Regions from separate parts of the Mus musculus genome. Here region 1 is linked to region 2. Evidence: chromatin contacts called from public HiChIP or PLAC-seq data. All regions are on one chromosome and are shown on one strand. Each heading gives the region's core, a stretch centred on a gene start, on an enhancer-like site or on the middle of the called end of the contact. The rest is flanking DNA. Distances are from core to core; before and after follow the strand shown.

The links. HiChIP or PLAC-seq counts read pairs in DNA pulled down with a chosen protein or histone mark.
Region 1: a contact with region 2 is called in an H3K27ac HiChIP or PLAC-seq map of embryonic stem cells, with 3 times the contacts expected there. The contact joins two enhancer-like sites. A contact is called at or near these places in 3 of 115 datasets of contacts at active chromatin or transcription factors (all in embryonic stem cells) and 1 of 9 other capture datasets (embryonic stem cells).

What each region holds. Positions count from the first base shown.
Region 1 is chr8:78,623,835-78,629,838 of GRCm38.p6, reverse strand. The region is part of intron 5 of Slc10a7 (solute carrier family 10 (sodium/bile acid cotransporter family), member 7); the gene reads right to left. Among named protein-coding and RNA genes, the nearest start is that of Gm39203, 48 kb to the left of the region's middle. Within about 2 kb of position 4,623, at least 92 of the 459 cell types and tissues checked have an H3K27ac peak or open chromatin away from gene starts, as enhancers often do. A contact at or near this core is called in embryonic stem cells, where this site is marked.
Region 2 is chr8:78,095,865-78,101,312 of GRCm38.p6, reverse strand. No RefSeq gene overlaps it. Among named protein-coding and RNA genes, the nearest start is that of Gm6360, 26 kb to the right of the region's middle. Within about 2 kb of position 3,027, at least 34 of the 459 cell types and tissues checked have an H3K27ac peak or open chromatin away from gene starts, as enhancers often do. A contact at or near this core is called in embryonic stem cells, where this site is marked.

The DNA.
Region 1 (6,004 bases), core at 3,374-5,873, 530 kb before region 2:
ATTTATCTCCCTCTAGAACTGAGGTTCCAAGGATGGACACAGCTCATTCCTGAACGGACTTCTCAGATTCCTCACTCATTATCTTACAGTGCAGCAGGAATGTGACATAATGCAAATAAGGAGTCACAGGACAGAATAAAGGCATCCAAATCCACCTCTTACAGCCACAGCGGGACTCGGGCGGCGCATCCTTCTCTGCTGCTGTGCCAAGACACCCAAGGAAAGAGGGTTTACAGTTTGAGCTGTTCTTACATTTATTTTTCTCTGTGTGAGTGTTTGCCTGTGGAGGTGGGAGGGCACATGAGACTTTCTGGAACTGGAGTTATAGATGTTATGAGTGGTCGTGCGTGTGCTGGGAACTGACCCCAGGCCTTCTACAGGTGTCCCCAAGCCTTCTCTCTAAGCCACTGAGACATTTCTCTTAGCCACTGAGCTACCTCTCTGGGCCCTGCTACCACATTCCTGAATTTCATTTTACTGACTTGTATCACAGAAGTGTTGTTTTTGATCTTAGTGGGTATCTCTGGCAAATGCTTAGGAAGTCAAAGCCAGGAACCACTTGGTTGGTCCAAATGGAGTGTGGATAACGGAAGGGGCCACAGGAACAGAACAGACATTAGCTTCCAGGGCTGTGTAGAATTTTAGTAGAAGAGGATGGAACCAAGGGATTCATATTAAAAGGAGCTTCATGAGGAAGTAAGTGGACTTGTGAGCTGTGTGTGGTATATATAAAAGCAGCTAAGCCTGCACTCACAGGTTCTCATTGCAGTGTTATAAGGAGGAAGGCTGCTGAGCTAATATGAAACTGACCCACGTTAATGGTTTGCCGAAGAAAGGATAGGTCCTGGGTTCCCAAAGACAAAAACTGTTGCTCATCAATCCAGGTCACATATACATTATAGTTCATAGCAGAAGCAAAAATTACTTATGAAGTAGCAACAAATTAATTTTATGGTTGGACATCACCACAACGTGAGGAACTGTTTGAAAGGGTTGCAGTATTAGGAACGGTGAGAAGCACTACTCGGGAAAGAGAATGCATTTTATGGGAAGAGAGCGGAGGGGAGTCAGTACTTGGGAGGAAGGCAGGATCCAGGCTAAGACCAAAGATCAATACACGGGAGTATGTAACCTTTGTTTTTGGCACATAAGGTATAAGGATGTTTTTGTATGCCAAGAGAAATGAAACTAGTAATCAAGAATTTATCAGGGATACTCCCCACTTGACCAGAGAGGTTAGCATAGTCTCTTTGTGTTTGTCTCTTTGCCTCTGCTTCATTAGCCCTTCTTTTCTCTCTTTGTTTACAAAAACAAGAACAAATGATACAAATATACTGGCCTTTAACAAAAAACGTAATTCACAATATAGCTTTCCCCTGCCCCTGAATCCAAGGGCACTGTGATGCACATAGATAAGCACCCTATCTCTTCATCAAGCAGAGCTTGGGTGAGCAGGCGCTTAAGGGCAGCCTAGACTGGAGAGCCTCATGGATGTCCAGAGAAGACACTGACACACTTGGGAGTGCTACATCTACGCTGAAGAGAGTGGACAAAGCAAGGCTGTTCTAGCTGGTTTCATTTTGCATGGGTTGTGTGACAGATTTGATTTCCAGCCTACAGATTTCTTAGAGATGTGAATAAAATGAGGTTTAGTCAACTACAGAGAATACAGAATAAGGTTGAGAAAATACCATCAAAAAGGCCTCAGTCACCACCCCCAACAGCTGTGGCTGATTGGCATCTGGATCTGCGAAGGGAGCGTAGAGTTCACCGTGCCCAACTGACTGCGTCTGTCTGGCCTTGGCAACCGAAAGCCCAGTGGGAAGGCTGATGATAGAAGATCAGATAATCTGCAAAGCAGATAATCTGCGACTCACAATGGAGCATTAGAACAGTCTAGTCGACCACCTGAGCCCCCATAAAATGCCCTTTCCAGCCTACATCAGAGCTTCTGAGGCTATTGACCCAAGCCCAGAGGCAGAGCGGAGGCTCACAATTAAAAGGCTTTGACCCAATTTCTGACCTCAATGTCCGCTTCCTGTGGAGACTGTCTGAACTGACCTAGCAGAATTGCGGAGTTTAGGAATAGAGCCCAAATTACTTCCATTTTATGGTCACACTCACCAAACCATCAAGGCTCTATGTGTTTGGATATATGCTGTCCAACAGCCCAAAACAGTCTATAACCATTGGTGTTTATAGATGGTTATGTTGTTCCCAGAAATTACTTATCTCTTACTCTTATCAAAGCGAATCTTTATGAGACAGTAGCACCTCCTGCGATTGTTTATTGAAGCAGGTCGCTCAGGAGCCTTGGAGAGATCACTGTCACAAACATATCCTTGGAAGACTGGATCGCCAATAGGACTTAGTTCTGTAACCATTGCAGACGGTACAATTAAATGTGTTCAGTACTAAGATAACTAGTTTAAAATGAATTTAGGAATATAAGTATATACATAGACATAGATACATGTAATAACAATGAAAAAATGAAGTCATGAATTTGAAAGAGAATTATAAGGGATATATGGGGGTGGAGAGAGGAAAGGGAAGAGGGAATGTTGTAATTACATTATAATCTCAACAATCAAAAAAGAAATATTCTCTCATTTCATTGCCTATAAGGTTGAATAACTGAGAAGTTCAGAGAAATGAGGAGTTAGCTTCCCGAAGACAAAGGTTCCAAGCTGGAGAAACAGTTACCTGAAAGAAACATGTTGTAATTGAAAGTCAGAGCTAGTTGGGGAGTCCTTTGCTCTACACTACAGCATCCACTTCTGTATCTATTACTCTTTCCAAAGGCCATGTGAATAGGAGTCTACTCTTCTCCTGGCTGCTTCTCAGTGCTGTGCCAACTGAGTTTCAGGACAAATAGATGATTCCTAGCTGAGGGATATGAAGTTCCTTATAGCTTCAAAGTGGCCTGGCTCTCGACAGATTATACAGTTCAAAGTTCACTCAGTTATTCATGCTACACAAATAGCTGCTTGCCAAATAGCTGTCAGTGTCTAAATCCCAGGAGGACGGAAGAGACCATGAGAGACCAAGCAAGACAGCTAACTTCCTGTTTCTTAAAAGGCATCTGAGCAAAATTTGATATCCACTGGGAAGGAAGCGACTTAACTAGCTATGGACAGAAGTGTAGCGAAAGGTACAACTGACTGAATAAAATTCACTTGGACCCAGCGATTCTTAGCTCTCATCCCTCTGAGCCAACCTACAGCTCTCTCAGGGAGGAAACCAAAATGGACAACTATGGGAAAAACCTAAGGGGAAAATGCCCTTTTCTTTGAGTATATGTGAGTCTTCCACAAAGGCATGCACGCTGCCAGAGTTAGCTATGCATTTAGTAATTGAGGGACACTGTGCCAGTAGACTTGTGACATACACTTACAAGATGATGATTATAGAAATTCTGATTAAACTGAGAACTTTGTCTCATAAAAGCTACTTACCATCAATGTATAAAACATTATCTTTAGGTAATGTATTTTGCTTTTTTTTTTTCAAACTGCCAACATTTATTTTTTAGTTTAGAAAATCATCCCACTCAGCAGTGTACTTAGCTTCAGCCGCACAGCTCCGAGCACCTGCTTCACACGGGGCACTAACGTGGCCGGTGCAGAAGAGCTGCAGAGAGCGTCGCCATCACAGTGCAGAATGTAGCTGGCATGCTTTGCAGCAAAGCCATCTGATCCCTATATGCAATTGTATCAGTACACACAAATATATAAGCCAGTACCTCTATATGTTACCATTCCCCCTCCCCTTTGGCTTTTCTGAGACAGGCTTTCTCTGTGTAGCCCTGGCTGTCCTGGAACTCACTCTGTAGACCAGGCTGGCCAGACTCAGAAATCCACCTGCCTCTGCCTCCCAAGTGCTGGGATTAAAAGTGTGTGCCACCACTGCCCAGCTACCATTATGATTATTATATTGTGCAGTTTTCCTATACTTTCCCTTTTAAACTTTATTAACACTTTAATGAAAGAATAAAATATTTACTTACAGAAGCATAAAAGTAGAAATTGTTATTCTAATTTCTATAATTTCAGAGAGTAGCTATGGCACACAGGCATAGTAGACTTACTAAATTTAAACAGTTTCAAAATCTCCTGAGTAAGGGAATCCTGCCCACCATTTCAGCAAAATCTCCAATCTGTCTGTCAGCTGCTTATCTGTAAAGAGAATTCTACCCCACAGACAGAACCCGGTTCTTCTGTAGGAACTGAACTTCATACATCCTGGTGGTCCAAAAGTAGCTCCGGGACTTAGCAAGGGGCCTGTGGGGATTGTACTCCTTCATTAGCTTCTTAGTAAATCTGCCTCTGGCTGTCACCCTGTAAAAGTTTCATTCCTGGAATGACGTCAACAGAGCAACAAACATCTCAAAAGTTAGGGCGGAAACACACTGCCTTAAGTTAATTATGAGAGCTATATGGTCATCTGTGTAATTGAACCACCAAGGCACCCCCCAGAAACCTACTCTACAGGACCAGACGGTTTGCAGTGTCAGGAGGAGGCTCAAGGTTAATCGCTCATTTCCGCCCTCAATCCGTCTCAATTACTGTTAAAGGATGCTGCAATTAGTCACCCCCTCCCTCTCCGGGGGAAAGGCAGAGATTACAGATAACTCATCCCAAACAGACTGCTCGCTTTGAGCCTCACTGGAGACCAGCAAGGTTTGCTATCACACACTCTGCAATCCGTCAGTGCCACTCTCTGGTCAGACAAAGAGGAGCCATCCATCTTTAGGGAAGCAAGGGCTTCTTTTCCCTTCCCCTAAAGGAGCAAATTCTTCTCCCAAGCACTTGCCCCAAGACAGCCTTAGGCAGTTGTTCTTAAAAACCACCCTTGGATGGCCCACTCTGGAGGCCAGCCCCTAAGCTGCGCCTGTGTTCTCAGTCACCCGGGGGACTTTCCATGCTCTTTACTCCCCACTGGTTAATAGAGCGCTGAGCTTCAGTGCTAACCTCTGCAAAAGCAAGCTCTTCAGTATCTCTTTAAGAAGCACTTGGGGGTCAACGGCTTATAGACCTTACCCTCAAATATGATTTCTAAATTCAGAAGAAAAAATAAAATGTTTCCCATATTTAGGGAAGGCATAAGCTCTTTCTAAATATGTGGGATACTAATGAATTCTAATCCAGCAAGGGCTTGGTTATGCTTTACCTCTACAAAAGCAGGTTGTGGGTGGGTGGGAGAATACCCTCATAGAAGCAGGGGGTGGGGGATGGGATTCGGGGCCTGAGGCGGGGGGAGGGAGGGGGGAGACTGGGAAACGGGATAACATTTGAAATATAAATAAAGAAAATATCCAATAAAAATAAGAATAGAGTCATATTAAAAAAGTTAGATAAAAACACAGATGACATGAATTATACAGAGAACAGTAGGGAGAGAAATGAAAGAAAACAATTGTAAAGACCTTTAGTGTTTGAGACACAATAAAAATGCTAATCTTAAAAAAAAAAAAAAAGAAAAGAAAAGAAAAGAAAACAAATCCTAAAAGCCAAACCAAACCAAAAGCAGAAGTGTATGAGTTCCATTACCTGTGATGGCGCACGAGTGTGCTGTGCACTTCCTGTTATGAAGCATGAATGTGCTGTGCACTTCCTGTTATGGAGCACGAATGTGCTGTGAACTTCCTGTTATGGAGCATGAGTGTGCTGTGCACTTCCAGCAGCATGCGGCCCTTAGGTGCACGTAATTACCTTCCTGGGTAAGCTTTTAGAAGCTGATGACTCTCCTGGGGAGAGGCTCAGTTTGCTCCAGGCCTGGGTGTGGTGATCAATTTCTAACTGGTCCCATCCCTATCAGTGCCATTCCTGAATCTGCAGGACATGAACACCATGGGGCAGTTACTGGTTCAGGGACAGCTTCACTCAATAGCTTACAGATTTCCAGGGACTGCACAGGGCAGATGATAGGGGACCTGGGGCCATTTCCCTGTCTGTACCCTCAGTGACTATAGGGAGCCGGCATGCATTTTAATACTCAGTAA
Region 2 (5,448 bases), core at 1,778-4,277:
CCATGGCAAAGCAGAGCTTAGAAAGGAGCGGCGGACGTGGGGTTTCTTTTACTGAGTTGTCTGATGTAAATCCTCAAGCCACCACCCTTTACACTAAGTGCTGCCCTTCATGAAGCTCTGTGAAGAGCTGAGTGCAGAAGGCGGGGCCCACACCAGCTGTGCCCGCTCCTTTCATCATTGATAAAATGTTGCTGCCCCTTGTGCTTCAGGAAAACGCAGTGTGTTGAGTTGCCCCTTCCTGAGATGAACGCTTGTTTAGAACTTCTGGAGTCTAAAAGTTTAGCCTTCACAGCTAATGATATTTATAGTTCCTATATTTATAAATATCTGGAATAGGTTTCCTTACATTTTCCTCTTCAGTTTCTACCTAAGGGAAGGGCATTATCAAATTGAATAGAATCCTACTCATTGCCTAAGAACATAGACTTCAATAGTGTTCTAAGAAAAACTCCAAGAGGGTAAAATGATGAGTGTTTGGTATGAATGATTACTTAGGCAGAGACTACTGACATAAAATTAACATTATTGAACTATTGAAATGACTATCGTCAGTGATAAAATCATAATGGCCATCATTGAAAAGGACTCCACTCCAAATGTATCACACCGACCAGGAGTTACTGTCATGTCCAACTCCTCAGCTACCCAATGAGTAGAGCCTGTTTGCTTAGTCCTTTCTGCCTTCCCTAATGAGTTAGTGACAGACTATCACTCCAACTCTAGAGTTATCAAGGAATCCAATGGCATCTTCTATGGTGAGATCTAATGACAGTGATGGCTACCAATAAATTACCAATTTAATGGACACTATTGAAATATTTCAAAGAACAATTTAAGTGTATTTTTGTTTGGAGAAATATTAATTTGCTAAAAAAAAAAAGTAGATCAAAGGCAGCCTCTTCTGCATGATCCTTGGCAATTCACCACTGTGACAACAATTCTGAGAGGGAGTAGTGCAAACATGCCCCTGGCCCAAAGGCTTACGATCCTATAGCTCATACGTCTCCTGTTGATGTTCCCATGATTCGGATCAAATAGATGGTTGTTAGAAGCCCAGGCACCAAGAGACACAATAGTGATTTTACTCAGACATACACAAAGGCTGAAGTGACATTCCACGGCTCATGCCATGAATAAATCCCACCCAAGATCTGCCTCATCCTCACACAGGTTCTCATACGGTCTGTTTCTGTTACTACTTACATTTGGATCGGATTCATGAACGTGATGATGTCTGGGGCCGTGAGACACAAGTGCACATCTATTGCCAGCATTTAAAAATGATTTGAATGTGGATTTAGAATGGTGTAGTTGCACATTAGTAACTTCTGATAACTAGCAGAAGCTTGGAGCCACTAGCTTGTGGCTTCTTTCTTAATAAGTCTCCTTATGTGGTCAAAACAGCTCATAAGGCCTCAGAGAGTGAAGGCAGGAGGAGATGGTTTACCTGGACTCCATCAAAATGTGGAATGATCAAACAAAACAATGCGGGGCTCAGGTGCCTCTGCAGTACCCAATCCAGGGGAACACTTGCTCGCTTCACAAAATCCCCCCATTAAATGCTGGGCCTTACATTGGCGAGTCTAACTGTTCACTAAACTAAAGGCCCCGCTCACATTTTCCCTTCGAGTACATCATTCTCAGAGCTGATTGCCTACTGTTAAGGCAAGAGAATCCAATAACACAAAATTATTTTAATAATTTCTAAAGGAAGTTTAAGTGATACGCACTCGATCAGGGTCGATGAAAATGGCCCCGGTGTCGAAGGGCAACAGGTTGCTAATAAATACAATAGTTTAGGAAAGTGCCGTTGCCGTCACGGAAAAACTATATTCTGGGGGAAATAATACCACTGTAATTCATTTTTGAAAGCTATTGAGACTTCTTGGATGAAGAATGTAGTTATTAAAGGCAAAAGTACACAATATGTTGTAATGAAATGTTTGTGCTTCACACTTCATTAAATGCTTTGTGGGCCTCTGGGGAAATTCCATCTCACACGCCCAGAAGCAGTGTTTGTACACGGTGTGTCAGTAGAGGGAGTGTGTGGGGCAGTGTTCCAAAGATGAAGTTGCTACAACTTCAACATAGTCCATATTTAAAACACTAAAACAAGCCACGCAGACATGTGCCTAACACAGGCAGATGTCTGCCTTAGGCACTCCACTTCACCCTGGCTTCTATGTTACTGAAATTCATTTTCCCTCTTGACCTAATTTTAAAAATTATAAATCATGGATTCTGCTTGAAGTACAAGGTGATTGAGAAAAGTGGATACTTTAAGCCAGTGAGCTCATCCGAAAATGTTCTCATTCTAACTCTTCCCAACACAGTCAGCTAACAGCATATCTAGGCCTTAGAATTTAGAATTTGGAAGGTTAATGGTTTAGAAGGTACCCACCATCCAATTTACTGTAATTTGAAACTAACAAATATGATTATTAAAGAGAGAAGGCTGGGCTGATTCCATGACAGGCTTCAAATCGGCAGTTAAGGAGACTAGGCCTAAATCTCTGTCTACAAGAACTTGGCAAGTCCAGGCAAATCCAGGCCTCAGAAGCTGCCTGCCACCTGGCCTGAGGCAAGGACAATGGGTCAGCAGCAGTTTCCAGACTTCCTCAGTTACTTCCTCAGCAACAGTTTCCACACCTCCTCAGCAGGTTCCCAGCCCCCACACCCCGGTAATGGAATGTCAGTAGAGGCGGACCCGACAGATTAACATAGAGGTCACCCTCCCGGAACATCCCTAATGTGCTTTAAGTCAGGCCTGCAAGCTCACTTGGGTGTCTCTCTATCTTGGTAGTGGGAGAGCACAGCATGCTGGACTTGTGCAGAGTAAAACACTGTGTTTCATACTATTTGAGCTCAGAGTACCATTCTTCAGTGAATCATGGGCCCTTACAAAAGTACCAAAGAAAATAGAGATATCTGATTCTTAGGAGATGGAAACGCCCACTCAGGAGGAGGGACTTTGAGGAGCTCATTAGTACACATTACTGCATAAGCAATGGGAAGGAACCGCAGCTGCTGGCACCCTCCCCTAGCAACACTCTGCTTTGTCCCCTGTATCTTTCTTTCTTCCCCTGGGCTGGAGAGTAGCTTCCCCATTTGTCTGATGTAAACACGCATATCAATGCAGGGCTTCTAAGGCAAACAAGCAAGGAAATGTAGAAGGGAATCCTAGTCAGAAACAACATCAATAGAAAACTAACGAGTATGGGCCCTGGCTCAGAGCCCTCCAGGTAACGTGTTAATGTCAGGATCTTTTGTAAAACACTATGGGAGATTTCTAATAAAGCATTCCTTTGCCTCAAGAATATTTTTTCTCTCCTCGGGAAGTGTCTTAAGCTTAATGGTTTTCTCTAGGGCTAGAATTTCATTTGGCAGCTTTACTGAGAATTTACTCAACAGGAAAAGTGTGACTTACTCTGAGATTCTCATTGAAAGCCACACCCCTTCAGGGGCTCATCTGGCTAAAGCTTAAGAAATCAAAACACAAACAAACATACAAACAAAAAAAAATCCTCCAGGCTCCTATATAGAATATGATGCTGGTTATATGAAACCCATAAGTTGAGCTTGGATGAACATAGTACTTCAGCATCCCTTTTGGTAATACACTGCTTCCTTAATTGGGTACCCAAAGATGTTCAAAACTACAGCTCTACACAGGACAGAGGATGCGCCAGGTTTCCGAGAGCCTTTCTGCTGCCATAGCGATCTTCCTCGCTCCTTATTTTCCTTCAGACTTCCCTGCTTAAAATTATCAAACCAAGGTGATATCTCCATACTCCTATTATCTACTGCACGTAGTGTAATAGTTACTATGACAAGTTTTTGAGAAGCAAACATTCAATTTTCCCATGCCTTCCGTTATTATTTGGCTCAGGAGCAACGCAAAGGAACCCCGCCGGGCAGCGATCCTGGCTGTGCAACTCGAGAATGCTTTGTTCTGGATTGGACACTGACTCTAGGTCTCACAGCTTTGCCAACTCTGTTGAATTCCGAGTTTTCTCACTTGAAAATGAGGAAAGGAATAAAACAACTTTGCAGGGTTGCTTTAAAACGAGATGAGAGTCTGCCCATGTAAAGCGTGTGTAGCGGGGCTGTCCTATTCACGCACGATCTCATTTTTATCACGCTGCATGCTTTACAGCTCAGCTCTTTCACTCTTCTCTGAGCACCTCCGTTAAGGCTCCGGAAAGTTTTTCACATGCTAACTGCACCCTGGTCTACCTGTGCACTGCTCACCACCACAGCCGGTAGATCAAGGGCAGAGACATTCTGCTGCTTGCCTGAATTCCCTAGTCCACCACAGGGTCTTCCCCAAGCAGATGCTCATAAACAAAATGAAAATAAACTTCAATTAGGTGGATATGTGTTATGTAATCTTTACATAATAAGAACACAAGAACTTTCTTTATGGTTATTCAGGGAAAAAAAGAGTAGTTGTTTGTTTGTTTTGTTTTTGTTTTTCCTGTTAGAAAATCTGGTTTTGCTGTGGAAACCACTGCTGGGTATGAATTCTGATCTGCCACCTTCTGTGTTCTTCCAAATGCCATCTTGTATATGGAAGTCCTCTGGGAATACACCCAGAAGATGCCACTCTGTCACCACTAGCAGCTCTACAACCCTTCATCGTTAGTGTCACTGATGTCCCAATTCTTTGACTTCTCACCACAAGCCACTTCTAGAACGTGAAATTAAATTTCCTCACCCTGACCACAAGGGGCAGGCTGCCTTCTCATGGTGGCACTGAGATCCTTTTTAAGCTTTTCTCTTCTCTCTCTGCAGCTGTCTATCCCCTGGCCGCAGTCCCCGCATACTATGGTCTTTACTCGACTGTCACACTGCAGAGCCCCCAAGATGAAAGCTGTAAGCAGCTTTCCAGCTTTTGAGCAGCTATCCTTGTCAAAGTTACTAGCATGATACACTAGAAAATATAAAGACCTTTAACCCATCACTATTATCAAGCCTCATTCTAGAAGACACTTTGTCCCTTAGAAATCTTGGCAATCAGTCGATAACTGTGTGTCAAGGAGTGCGTCAAGCCCTTTAATATGCATGGGGATATTGTGGTGGCAATATTCAGTGGCTACATAAAGGAACAAAAACTGTGACTGTCTCTGATGAGGCCCTCAACACTTCAGTGGGCCCACCTCTTCCTAGCTTTCTCCCTCAGTGACCTGCCTCATCTCCACTATGGAATCCAGAAGACGATACCTGAAGTGACAAGATTCTAATATCAACTTTCTTAGAATTAGAGATAAGTCACAAACCACATAAGTTGTAGTAAATCAAATATGCTTTTAACCGTAACAATACCCTTTGGGTCACTTGTGAATCATTTCTGTACTTTCTATAACTTCTATAACTTATAACTAGAATTTCTACTCCCACTTCCTGAAGGACCACATACTCTCTACTACACAAATTCAGAGTGAGCTC